3 separate regions of the Mus musculus genome follow, and regions 1 and 2 are each linked to region 3. A link is a contact called in public HiChIP or PLAC-seq and Micro-C data. All regions are on one chromosome and are shown on one strand. The core of a region is the stretch at or near the end of the contact, and the rest is flanking DNA. Distances in the headings are between cores, read along the strand shown.

Evidence for each region. A called contact is a pair of places that touch in the nucleus more often than the background predicts. HiChIP or PLAC-seq counts read pairs in DNA pulled down with a chosen protein or histone mark.
Region 1: a contact with region 3 is called in an H3K4me3 HiChIP or PLAC-seq map of embryonic forebrain, with 4 times the contacts expected there. The contact joins the enhancer-like site here to the promoter of Ntn1 in region 3. A contact is called at or near these places in 13 of 39 promoter capture datasets (the 3T3-L1 cell line, the HPC-7 cell line, cranial neural crest and 9 more), 1 of 15 datasets of contacts at CTCF or cohesin (the NIH/3T3 cell line), 13 of 115 datasets of contacts at active chromatin or transcription factors (craniofacial prominence, embryonic basal ganglia, embryonic forebrain and 8 more) and 2 of 9 other capture datasets (embryonic stem cells and macrophages).
Region 2: a Micro-C map of embryonic fibroblasts shows a contact between it and region 3, with 2.5 times the contacts expected there. The contact joins the enhancer-like site here to the promoter of Ntn1 in region 3. A contact is called at or near these places in 11 of 39 promoter capture datasets (the C10 cell line, cranial neural crest, embryonic stem cells and 6 more), 5 of 15 datasets of contacts at CTCF or cohesin (CD8 T cells, embryonic stem cells, large pre-B cells and 1 more), 38 of 484 Hi-C or Micro-C datasets (the C2C12 cell line, the G1E-ER4 cell line, the HL-1 cell line and 13 more), 24 of 115 datasets of contacts at active chromatin or transcription factors (the NIH/3T3 cell line, bone marrow-derived macrophages, cardiomyocytes and 12 more) and 5 of 9 other capture datasets (adipose tissue, embryonic stem cells, liver and 2 more).

Annotation. Positions count from the first base shown.
Region 1 is chr11:68,112,183-68,115,969 of GRCm38.p6, forward strand. All of the region lies in intron 7 of Stx8 (syntaxin 8), which reads left to right. Among named protein-coding and RNA genes, the nearest start is that of Mir6406, 110 kb to the right of the region's middle. Within about 2 kb of position 1,674, at least 17 of the 459 cell types and tissues checked have an H3K27ac peak or open chromatin away from gene starts, as enhancers often do. A contact at or near this core is called in embryonic forebrain, where this site is marked.
Region 2 is chr11:68,087,412-68,091,486 of GRCm38.p6, forward strand. The region is part of intron 6 of Stx8 (syntaxin 8); the gene reads left to right. Among named protein-coding and RNA genes, the nearest start is that of Stx8, 120 kb to the left of the region's middle. Within about 2 kb of position 2,625, at least 71 of the 459 cell types and tissues checked have an H3K27ac peak or open chromatin away from gene starts, as enhancers often do. A contact at or near this core is called in the C2C12 cell line, the HL-1 cell line, the NIH/3T3 cell line and 8 more, where this site is marked.
Region 3 is chr11:68,384,478-68,388,430 of GRCm38.p6, forward strand. It overlaps Ntn1 (netrin 1), which reads right to left and starts at 2,349. Exons shown (of 7, transcript NM_008744.2): 1 at 2,133-2,349; 2 at 626-1,707. The coding sequence starts at 1,643.

The DNA.
Region 1 (3,787 bases), core at 424-2,923, 270 kb before region 3:
CCTGTAGTTGCAGTTGTCAGGTATTTAGTCACAGCAGAGAGAAAGTAACTCAGAAGCCCCCCCACCCACCCACCCAGGAGAGTGCATTTGTCCTAGGCGATGACACAGCGTACATGAAGACCACAAATGAGCAGGAACCGGCAGTGGACCGTGGAATCAATCTGCATAGACCTGTAGTATTGGAATGATCAGATGTGAAATAAAAAAAGATGGCTTTAAATTTTTGTTTTACAGTGTGTGTGTGTGTGTGTGTGTGTGTGTGTGTGTGTGTAAGGGTAGGTGCCTTTGCCACAATGCATGTGTGGAAGTCAGAGGACAGCAACCTGTGCAAGTAGGTTCTCTACCTCAACCAGCTGTGTAGGTCCTAAGAATTGAACTCAGGTCATAAGGCTTGGCAGCGGGCACCTTTACCTACTGAGCCCTCTCACTGGCCCTCAATTTTGTACTTTAAAGCTGTTTACTTACTTTTATTTTATATGTATGAGTCTTGCCTGTATGTGTGTGTGTATATATACCATACATATGCCTGGTGCCCATGAAGGCCAGGAGAAGGCCTCAGATCCACTGGGATTGGAATTGTAGATGGTTGTAAGCCATCATATGGATGCTAGGAACCAAACCCTGGTCCTCTGCAAGAGCAGCCAGTGCACTTAACAACTGAGCCATCTCTCCAGCCTCTCAGTTTTGCTTTTTAATTAAAAGACTTGAAAGGATCTAGCTGGGCGGTGGTGGCACATGCCTTTAATTCCAGCACTTGGAAGGCAGAGGCAAGCGGATTTCTGAGTTCAAGACCAGCTTGGTCTACAGAGTGAGTTTCAGGACAGCCAGGGCTACACAGAGAAACCCTGTCTTGAAAAACAAAAACAAAAACAACAAAAAAATCTAAACAGAACATAAAACTATAAAAATGTTGTTTGTTTTTTGAGATAGGGTTTCTCTGTGTAGCCTCGGCTGTCCTGGAACTCACTCTGTAGACCAGGCTGGCCTCGAACTCAGAAATCCGCCTGCCCCTGCCTCTCAAGTGCTGGGATCAAAGGTGTGCGCCACCACTGCCCGGCTAAAAATGTAACATCAGTTATTTGAAAAGGTGTCAAATAGAACTTCTGTAAATTAAAAATAAATGAAACTAAAAATTAAATGTTCATGTTTGGTACCAGCAAAAGAGAATCAACCAGAGAACAAATCAGGAGAAGCAAGCAAACCCAAACAAATCCTATTTTCATAAGTGCTAGTATGGAATGCTGTGGAAATTAATATTCAGCCTTCGGAACAGTGGCATCTGAGGGGCAAAGAGATGGTCCAAAAGCCTCAGGAACAGCTCCTCTCAAAGGCAGGGCTGGCTTCCCATGTGGGTCCGAGCACTCCCACAAGATATGCAGGGCTTGAGAATTCATCTGTTCCGCTCACCCAAGTGTCACTTGATTGCAGTTCACGTGGCACTCTCAGGCTGTGTAACTAGGAAGCGGTGAACAAGGTGTGGAGAGCAGCCGGCCAATCGTCCTTTTCCTCAAAGGAGGGCAAAACGAGGTTGTAAACCATGAAATGGCTTTTTGTTTCCCCTGGCGTGTACACATCTCTCATTCCAGCCTGGCATATCAGTCATAGATGCTTGAGCAGGGAGCGAAATTCTACTTATAAATACAAACCAGATCACAAGGGGCCACACAGGAGAAGGGCCCGGTGATGAATTTGTTTGTTAACAAAGGGTCCAAGCACTTCTTTGTGGTCCTTTCAGTGCAGAGCCTGTGCTTGAAAATTTTTACCAAGATCTTTGTGGGTTTTTCTCCCTTTTCCTTTCCCAGCTCCCACCCCACCCCCACCCCCTGTGATAACATGGAGTAGAAAACAATGCTGTTTTTCCCCCCTAGATTGTAAAGGCAAATTAGACTGATAGCTTCCCCTGGCTCCTCGATATATTTTCAGATCTGTTTCTTGTATCAGAGACATTTACATAAAAGTGGGATCTTTGTAATTGCAGTTTAAATATTCAGTGTGGCTGATCCTCATTAGATTTCAAAATAGAACCCTGTCTGAGTCTGAGGAGAGAGCCAATTGTGAAAGGGCAGACGAGGAGTTCCCAGTGACTGGAGCCTCACTTCTCTGCCTGTTGTCCATCACGTAATGTTGTCTACGGACACCCGTTGTGATGTTAGCATTCCTGGGTTGCTGCAGTTGAAAATCAGCCCTGCTGACCTTGCGCAGACACTGTCCCTACCTGGGACCACTGCATCTACCTGCAGCTCCCCCTGGAGGTGCAGCGGGATCATGGGTACAAAGCAGTGTAGTCCAGCATGGGTGACCCCCACCTGCAGCCTGGGTGCACAGGAGAGTTGCTTGCCCCTCTCTCTGTATCTCTCTTTCATGCTCTGTTTTTTGTTGTTTTTTTTTTTTTTTTAAATGGAGCTAGCAAAGGCAATGAGCATCCATTACTACACTTTAGACTGTGAAGTGCCTCAAACTCCAAACCTTCCAGACTGCAGACATGATGGCACCAGTGGAAAATCTCATCCCTGGCCTCAGGTGATAAGTTGGTGTCAAAATGCAGTCGTACCCAAACAGTTGTGCCACATTACCTCAGGCTGTGTGCACACAGTGTAGATGGACCAAGTGGATTTTGTGTTTAGACTTGCTTCCTTTCCTCACAAGATCTCATTATGTTTATGCAAATTATTTTAAAATACAAAAACATAGCAAAAATCTGAAACACTCTTGGTCCCAAGCAGCTTGGATAAGGGGTGGGATGTTCAGGCCACATTAATATGTCTGGTTATTCTGGTGATAAAACAAAGATAGCACCTGCCACAGTGGTCAGTACTAGTTAGTTCTCGGGATCAGCTATGTTAACCTGTTGAAATAAGTTGATTGGTGACATAGGTAAGACTTGGATATATATATATAATGTGTGTGTGTATTGGTTTTTCGAGACAGGGTTTCTCTGTATAGCCCTGGCTATCCTGGAACTCACTTTATAGACCAGGCTAGCCTCGAGCTCAGAAATCCACCTGCCTCTGCCTCCCGAGTGCTGGGATTAAAGGCGTGCACCACCACACTCGGCCACATATATTTTTAAGCCAGCACAGAAACGCCTTTAAGAAGAACAAATTAGCCAGGCAGTGGTGGCTCACACCTTTAAGCTACTTGGGAGGCAGAGGCAGGTGGATTTCTGAGTTCAAGGCCAGCCTGGTCTACACAGTGAGCTCCAGAACAGCCAGAAGGACACACAGAGAAACCCTGTCTCAAAAAACAAAACAAGGGCTGGTGAGATGGCTCAGTGGGTAAGAGCACCCGACTGCTCTTCCAAAGGTCCAGAGTTCAAATCCCAGCAACCACATGGTGGCTCACAACCATCCGTAATGAGATCTGATGCCCTCTTCTGGTGTGTCTGAAGACAGCTACAGTGTACTTACATAAAATAAATAAATAAATCTTCTAAAAAAAAAAAAAAAAAAAAAAAAAAAAAAAAACATCAAAAAAAAGAGAGCAAATTATACATATTGTACTATATTATTAATATATACTATATTATATTATTATATAGGAATTTTGTAGAATCATGAAGTAAGCATCTTCTTTGAATTAAAAAGGTGGTTTTGTTTGGTTGGTTTTTTGTTTACTTATGGAATTTTGAAATTTTGCAACTGAAATCGTCAGCCCTGAAATCCATTGGTGCCATTATGCTGATTGTAATGTTTGGACCACTTATATTCACTCTTTTGAAACTTATAAAATAATAAGAGAAATGGGGAGATGACTCAGCAGTTAGGAGGCTGCTCTTGCAGAGGCCTCA
Region 2 (4,075 bases), core at 1,375-3,874, 300 kb before region 3:
GCCCACTCACAAGCACTTCCCAGATACACCAGCAGTCTAGTTCAGGAGAATCGGGATAGCGAGCAGGAATCAGCAGTGGTGGCACGACCTAGCAGAGACAGCCATGCCTCAGCCTCGGCTCCAGTCAGCAGGAGGGACCAGGAGAACTTCTCTGCTGTGCCTCTGAGGGAAGCAAAGATCAGTGAAGACTCGAGATCCACAAGTATTGCTCAGCCCCCGTCACTGTACAATGAGTTTTATTTATATCCTCCAAGCATCACGTGTCCTCCACAGGTCTTGCCCCAGCATGTGTCTTGCCTTAGCATGACACACTGCCAATCAGCCTGAGTCTGTGGAAGTGGCAAGAAAGCCTGGGCACACCACCGGAAGTTTTGTTTCTCTCTGTGGAGTCCCAACAAATGCAGCTCAACTACACAATGTAAGGCGACCAATACATGTGTGTTGTTAGCAAAGAATCCTTGATCACGTGTCCTTTCACGTGCTTGCTTTATCACAACATCCTTTTACCTGTGTCTGCTTCAGCTAAACGCCCTTTTATGTATTTACCCCAGCAAAGCACTATCCAACTGTGTCCCCAAAAAACCCGTAAGTTTCCACTTCACTGTTTGAAGAACTTTCTTGAATGATTGTTTGAGGGTTTGTTCCACTGACAGTGTGGTTGGTTGATTGATTGTTGTGGGTTTTGAGGAGTTTCGTTCTGCAGTACAGTGGATAGAGCCCACCCTTGCATGGAGAGACCAGCACTCTACTACAGATATCTACCCATAGCCCTGAGTGTCTTTATTTCACCTATGTTCTTAAAGATATTTTTCCTGAATTCAAAATTCTGTATTGCCAAGTCTTATTAGCAGGTTAAGAATGCCCATGGGGAAAAAAAAAGAATGCCCTTGCATTTCTTTCTGGCCTCTGTGATTTCTGTTGAGAAAACCACACCTGTGTATCTTTCCTTTGGCTCTCTTAAGTTTTCTTTGACTTTAGATTTCATTACTTGTTACAATTGTCTCAGTGTGGATTTCTTTTATGTTGTTTAGCTCCTGCTTAGGTTAAAATCCAAGCTTGTAGCAATTCTATAGGGATCTAACTATAAACTGATACAATGAAACTTGATCTTTAAAGACGCTATTCCATCAATTTTTAATGTCAGCTAGTGATTCTTCCTGAATTATCTGTTACATAGGGGGTTGCAAAGAATAAATCTTTGACCTTTTACAGAAGACAAAACTAGGTGCAAACAGGTGAGATTTTTTTTCTTTTTGTGTGTTTTTTGAAAGTCACAATAGGAGTTACTTTTCAGAGAGAGATAAGGAAGTAGTAATTAGGGGGAGTGGGATGGAGAGGATGATATTAGGGTTTCTCCAGCCTCCTTTCTTGGCCTAGGTAAAATGTGACTGGGATAGCCGCATCCTGATTATTAGGGTTGGGCCTGGAGCTGAGTGGCAGAACGCTTGTCCTGTGTGCTCTAGGTCCTGGGGTGCAGTCCTCAGTACTACACAGACACTAAAAAATACACACTTTGTGATAATTGACTCAACTGTGGATTGGAGTTACTTGTATTTCACAACCAATATGGAAATGTTAATTAGCTCCTAGTTTCATGGCTGTGCTGTCCCTGGATTCAAGCTCTGTGGTATCACTGACTACTGTGATTTATAGCTTCTGTTATTATATAATGACTCAACCAACTTGAGTCCCCTCCTCCCCATTCATTTCTTCATTATCTGAAAACAATATGAAGGACAGGGTGTTCATTGTATAACCCAGGCCGGCCTCAAACTGGTGGCAATCCTGCCCTTAAGTTCTTGGATTATCAGCATGAGCCACAACCCCTGACTGAAAATATTGAAAAATATTTTGGTGGGGAAATGGTATGTGTGTGGTACATAAATGTCCTTTGTAAGTGATATTACAATATTGTCTCTGACATGTTGTTCAGACATAAATGTTGTATGTTTGCAAAAAATTTAGAATATGCTTTCTAACATATAAATCTATGCATGCATATACAGACATAGAAACAGAAATATTTGTATATACACATACACCCGTGTAATTCTTTGTTATGACATACTGTTCGTTTATCATGTTTTCTGTCACTCTCTCTGCAAATGGAATCCGCAAATGGAATCTGCAAATGGAAGCTGGCCCAACAGATCCCATCCACACACGGGGAGCATTAGTGCAGCGTGAGGCAAAGTCTCTCCGCCACATAGTTCTGCTAATCGGAATGAGTTTAGCATGTGGTATTTACTGTTTGGTCTTGCCGACACTCACTTTGTGTTCTGACACGATGCTCTAGTTACTAACAAAAGCATCTGCCATGGAAAAAAAGTAGTCAGGTGATCTTGCTGGAGTTTGAAAATGTGGCAGCTCTTGGTGGTTTTAAATATATGGAAATTAAAGATGGGTAGTCAGCTAGCGACTCAGACAATTTTTTTGATGCTGCCACAGACCCCACAAACTTCACTGCAAGTGCAGCCTGGGAAGAATAAAAATCCAGGAGGGACGGAATGGCGGCTAAGAGGCACGATGGCCAAAGGCTGCCTGCCACAGCCAGAAGATGTGAGTGATTGCATCCTGTGAGGCACTAAGCACTTTAGCAAACCTGTGTAGTTTGATCCCGCTTCATGCCTTTTCTATGACCTCATTCCCTGCATTCCAGAGATGGGCGAGTAGTCTCTGACTCCGTGTGCAGTTGCCTGCGGTCTCTTTCTTTGTGAGTACACCATAGCCCCTCAAGGATGGTTTCTTTGTTTTGGATAGAGGTCCTTCCTATGTCACCCATGTGGCTCCAGCTCCTGGGCTCAAGCTGTCACCTCACTTCAGTCTCCCTAGTGGCTGGTACTGTGGTTAGTGCAGATGCAGGCTTCGAGTGGCTAGATTCTGAGTCCCCCCAGATCACAGTCATTTGTCCCCACATCTCTTTACCCCATTGTTTGCTGGTATTTCCTGGATGCTGTGTGATAGATCGTGTCCTTCCTTTATTGGGGAGTTTCCTCCCTTGCTGCTGTCCTAATGCTTGCAGAATTGTATCTGTATTCTGAATGTTAGGAACCGCAGGCGCAATCTCTGCAGATGATAAACACTGTCCACGACGGATACCTAATGCTTACATTTTGGTTGTTCCTACAGGAAGACTCAGTGTTTACCACATCAGAGAAAAGTCCTCTTTCTTTTACTTGATGGTTATCTCATCTGTCTTCCCAGCTCTTTATCCCCCACCTCTCAGTTTTATTTGCTAACATGTTTCGTCCTTTTTATGCCCTTTTCTGTCTTCTGGGGCATATTTCCTAAAGCTCGCCCCTAGTGTACAGTAACTGCCTTCCTTGTTTCTTTAACAGTCAGGGTTCTGTCTTAGTGTTGTCAAGGGTGTGACATTGTTGCCTTTTGGTAGGTCTGAGCTTGTGACACTGACTTAGTGTCTAATGGCTTCGTCTTGGGAGTATTCCTTGGATGTTCCTTTATTTGAGCTCTTTCTTGCACCTCTTGGCTCTTTGTACACAGAGCTCCCTGTCCATTTGTTTGGCAGTTGGGAAGGGTCTTAGCACAGGCCTCTGTTGCACATTTCAGACCCAGATGAAAGGCTCTGGTTTGAGGTGCGGAGAAAACATGACAGGGGTCCTTGCTTTCTGCCTAACCTGCCCCTGCTCACTGCCTCCCCTCGCCCCACCATGTGTAAGGTGTGAACAGGCAAGGGGACATCCCCATGGAGTGGCTTCCAGAGTGGTGGCTTCCAGAAGCACTGCAGGAGTTCCTACCAGGTGCCCTGCAATAGGAAACCCATAGGTAGGAATTTAAACTAATAACTTTAGAATTTTTATTTATTTAAATGTGTGTATGGGTGTTTCACTATACATACAAACACACACACACACACACACACGTATGTGCACCACATGCACACCTGGTGCCCATGGAGGTCTAAAGAAAGCATCAGATACCCTGGGCATAGAATTACAGGCAGTTAGGAGCCTCCATGCTAAAAATTAAACTTGGGTCCTCTAGAAGAGCAACAAAGGTGGTTGATCACTGAGCCATCTCTCCAGCCCCTGAACTAGTAGCTTTAAGAAAAGTTCTT
Region 3 (3,953 bases), core at 1,099-3,598:
ACGCTGTTCAAACGGGGGGGGGGGAGGAGAGAAAAAAAATCAAACCATAAAAAGAGAATTGGAGGGTGCACGAGTGACATTTGCTTGGTACCCAACTGGTTCCAAGCTGCAAGGAGCTCTCTGCCTTCTCCCAAGGGATTCCTGGTTGTGGCTCTGGAACGTCCCCGGTCCCCAACCGCGCGCCCAGCTGCAGCCTTAGGAAAGGGGGATGGGGCGGAGGTGAACCCCAGGCACTAAGCAAACTGCGAGGAAGGCAGTGAATGTGTTTCCGTTTGGATCTGGGATTAGAAAGACCTGTCGGCAAATTTTCTCCAAACCACTCCCTCCACCCCCTGACCTCCCGGGCCACTTCTCCAGCCGCCTCTTGGTTTCGAAGTGGGTGAAAGGATGCAACACCGGGTGTCGGCAGAGCGGGCAGATGGCTCTGATCTCACCCCTCCCAGGTCCCATACGTCTCGGAACGCACGTCCCGAAGCAACTGTAAGGTCTCCGAAACCCACTATCCCGCGATGCTCGGACTCCTGGCTCCGTCGCTCGGGAGAACCCGCCGCTGCAAGGTCCAGGAGCTCCCCCCGCCCCACCGCGTCTCCACCCACCGCCCGCGGCGCCACGGCGCCCCACTCACCCACGCACTCGTTGGCCTCGCGGGCCGTGGCGCGCTGCCAGGGCCGGTCGTAGTGGAAGGGCTTGCAACGGTCGCATTCAGGGCCGGCCGTGTTGTGCCTACAGTCACACACCAGACTGTCGTCTCGGTCGCGCACGCAACGCGCCGCGTGGCCGTTGCACTTGCAGCGGCCGCCAACCTGCAGGTCAGACACTGCATAGTAATAGGAGTCGCGCGCCAGCTCCGAGTCGTCTTCGTTCTCGTCGCCGAACGTGTGCAGGCGGCTGAAAGCCACGCGGATGTCGGTGGCCGTGACCCAGTCCTGCAGCACCGGCGAGTTGTCGAAGTCGTGCGCCGAGGGCCGCCCGTCCAGCGTGCTGAAAGCGATCAGCCCGCCAGAGAGCGGGCGCATGTCGGTGTGCGAGTCGGTGCACACGGCCTCCTGCTCGTTCTGTTTGGTGATAGGCGCGCGGTGCGGCCGGTTGTACATTTTGCGGCACTGCGTGGAATAGAACTGGAAGGGCACCCACGTGCGCCCGTAGTCCATGGACTTGTAGATGGCCATGGACTCTGGCCGCGGCGAGCAGAATTGCAGGCTCACATAGGTCACCTCAAACTTCTTGCCGAGCGACAGAGTGAGCGTCACGTTGTGCGGGAACTGCAGGTAGTTCTCGGACTGCCAGCACGTCAGGTTGTGCGGGTTATTGAGGTCGGTGAGGAAGGCGGGCGGGTGCGCTTTCTTGGGATCCGAAGAGTTGCAGAGGTGACAGGAGCGCAGCCGCTCTTCACCACGCTCGCTCACCACGCAGTAGCGCGCCGGGGGCCGGCCGCAGGTGCTGGACACGCGCACGTCCTTGCCGAAGGCCGCGTTGACAAAGTCCGGGATGCAGCGGCGCGGGTGTCCATTCTCATCCGAGCAAGGATCAGGCTGCGCCGCCTGGCCGGCGAACATGCTAAGCCCGGGCCCGCCGCGCACCGCGCCCACCAGGCACGCCACCGCCGCCAGCGCCGCCAGCGCCTCCCACACAGCGCGCATCATGCTGTGGCCAGCTTGCCCCGGCCCCGCCGCGCCAAGGAGTCGGTTCGCCCGCCGCACCAGGCGCCTGCGGAGAGAGGGGAGCCGCGCTCAGCCAGCCAGCAGCCAGCCCGCCCCGCGCCCAACAGCCCTCGGTGGAGTGGCGGGCAAGTGCCCCGCTCCCCGGGGTACCAACCCCGAGACTGCCCACTTCCCTCCCCCAAAGTCCGGGGGACCCCGAGCGCAGGGGCTTCCAAACCTGAACCGCCCGCGCCCCTTCCTCCCGGCTTCCCCAGCCTCCCGGCCAACCGAAGAGCAAGCCCGCGCCCATCTGCCCATCCGCAGCTATGCCCATTCTCCTTGCTCCCTTAAGCCTCAGGCGCAGCAGGGCTCCAGATCCCCCAACCACGCACGGGCTCAGCGTCCTTTTCTCTTGCCACCTGGGGTCCTTCCTTTATAAATGCCCCCTCCCCAATCGCGTCCCCGCTGGGGATTCCGCGTAGGAGACTTTACCTCTAAGTGATGGCAAAAGAGAAAGAAAAGTTTGCCTGGCCCAAGCCGGGGAGCCCGCGCGCCGGACTGCAGAGAGCCTCTCGCTGGCGGCTAGCAAGAGCGTCCTGTCTCAACGCGGGCTTGCCAGCTCCATGCCCGGCGCGGCCGCCGCTGCCCCAGCCCCGGCCCCGGCCGCCACCGCCGCCGCCTCTTCCTCCCGAGTGACGACGCGGCCGCCGACTCCCGCCGCGGTCCGAGTGCTGCCCTGCCCGCCCGGGGCGCACACACACACACACACTCACGCTCGCTGGCGCGCACTCACACACGCACGCACGCCCCCGAAGGCTCTGCCGCCGCCCGCCGCTGCCGCTGCCGCTGCCGCCGCCGCCACCACTCGCGCTAGGAGTGGGGGGCGGAGGGGAGCGCGGAGGCGGGGCCGCCGGGCGGGGCGCCGGCCAGTAACGTCGGCAAGCAGCCGCCCGCTCACGAGCAAAGTTTTAACCCCGGGAAGAAGAAAGTTAAAGCCAACGGGCCCGGGATGCTCCAGAGGGCGAGAGCGAGCGGGTGGGAACCTGGGAGCCGGAGAAAGAACAGCAGAGACAAAGAGAAAGCAAGAGGAGCGCCCGGGGAAACCCCGGAGAGGGGGCAGGGCCGGCGCGCACCCTGTGGGGGTGGGGTGGGGGCGAGAACGGCTTTCTCCCTCCCGGTCCCAGCCAAACACATCTGTGTTTGTTTTCTTTTCTTCGCAGAGGTCCAGCCTTCCTCCAACCCAGACTGGTGGCCCCGGTGGCACTACGCTCAGGGCCTTGCCCCTATGGGCACTCGGCCCCAGAGGCGTGAGGAAGGGGAACTGGAAAGGGATGTGAACTTTCTGCCCCTAGGCTCTAGGGGATGGGGTGGGGGGCAACAAGAGGCAGCGCCTAAACCTCACAGAGTTGTCACTGCCAATTTTCTTTTAGGCCTGGAAGCTGTGGTGATTCGAGGCTAAAGGCCAAGAAGCTCGGACGCACCTGGATAGTGGCCTACTCAGGTCTATCCTGAACTTCAGAGATGGGGCCAGTTCAGTTCTCCCAGGGTCCCCTGAAGCTGACTTGGCAGCTCCTAGATCCTTTTTTTTTTTTAATATCCCTAGGGAGATTCCCACAATAGCTTTGCATAGTACCAATTGACTCTACTCTTCAACTAAGGGTGTGGAGGCTTCAGAGGCTAGGGATAACTTTCCCAAATTTCTGGCTACTTATATGTGTGTGTGTGTGTGTGTGTGTGTGTGTGTGTGTGTGTGTGTGTATGTATGTGTGTGTATATATATATAATTTGGATACAGTAATCTGGGCTCCTGGCCTGAGGCAGTGGTGTTCTCCTGTGGGTGGTGTGCTTTTGCCACTTCAGCTACTCTGGAGGCCGAAGGCTTGAGAGCTATCTTAAGCCCAGGAGTTCAAGGCCAGCATGGGGAACATACCCCATCTCAAAGAAACATGAGCTCTCTCACCACGTTTGTCTAATGGATAACCTCGCGCAATTACAGTCTCCTGGGGTGTCCTCGGGCCACCCAGCCTCTGGCCTGGTTCTCTGTTGCCTTAACAAAAGGACTGTGAACAAGAATGGTAACCTTTGGCTGTCTTGCAGCTACAGCCAGAGTTCAGAGGTGAGAATCTATCCAGCTGCGAGCTTGAAACTAGTTACTGTTAAGTTTCTTTCTCATTTAGAATGTGATTCAATAACAGACTCAGACAGAAAAACTCCACTCCTGATTCTGGCCCAAGGGCTTCCTTGCTTCAGCCCGCCTCATTCTGTTCCTTCCACTTTCATAGACTCTGAGAACCTAAGAAAGGGCCTCGGGGA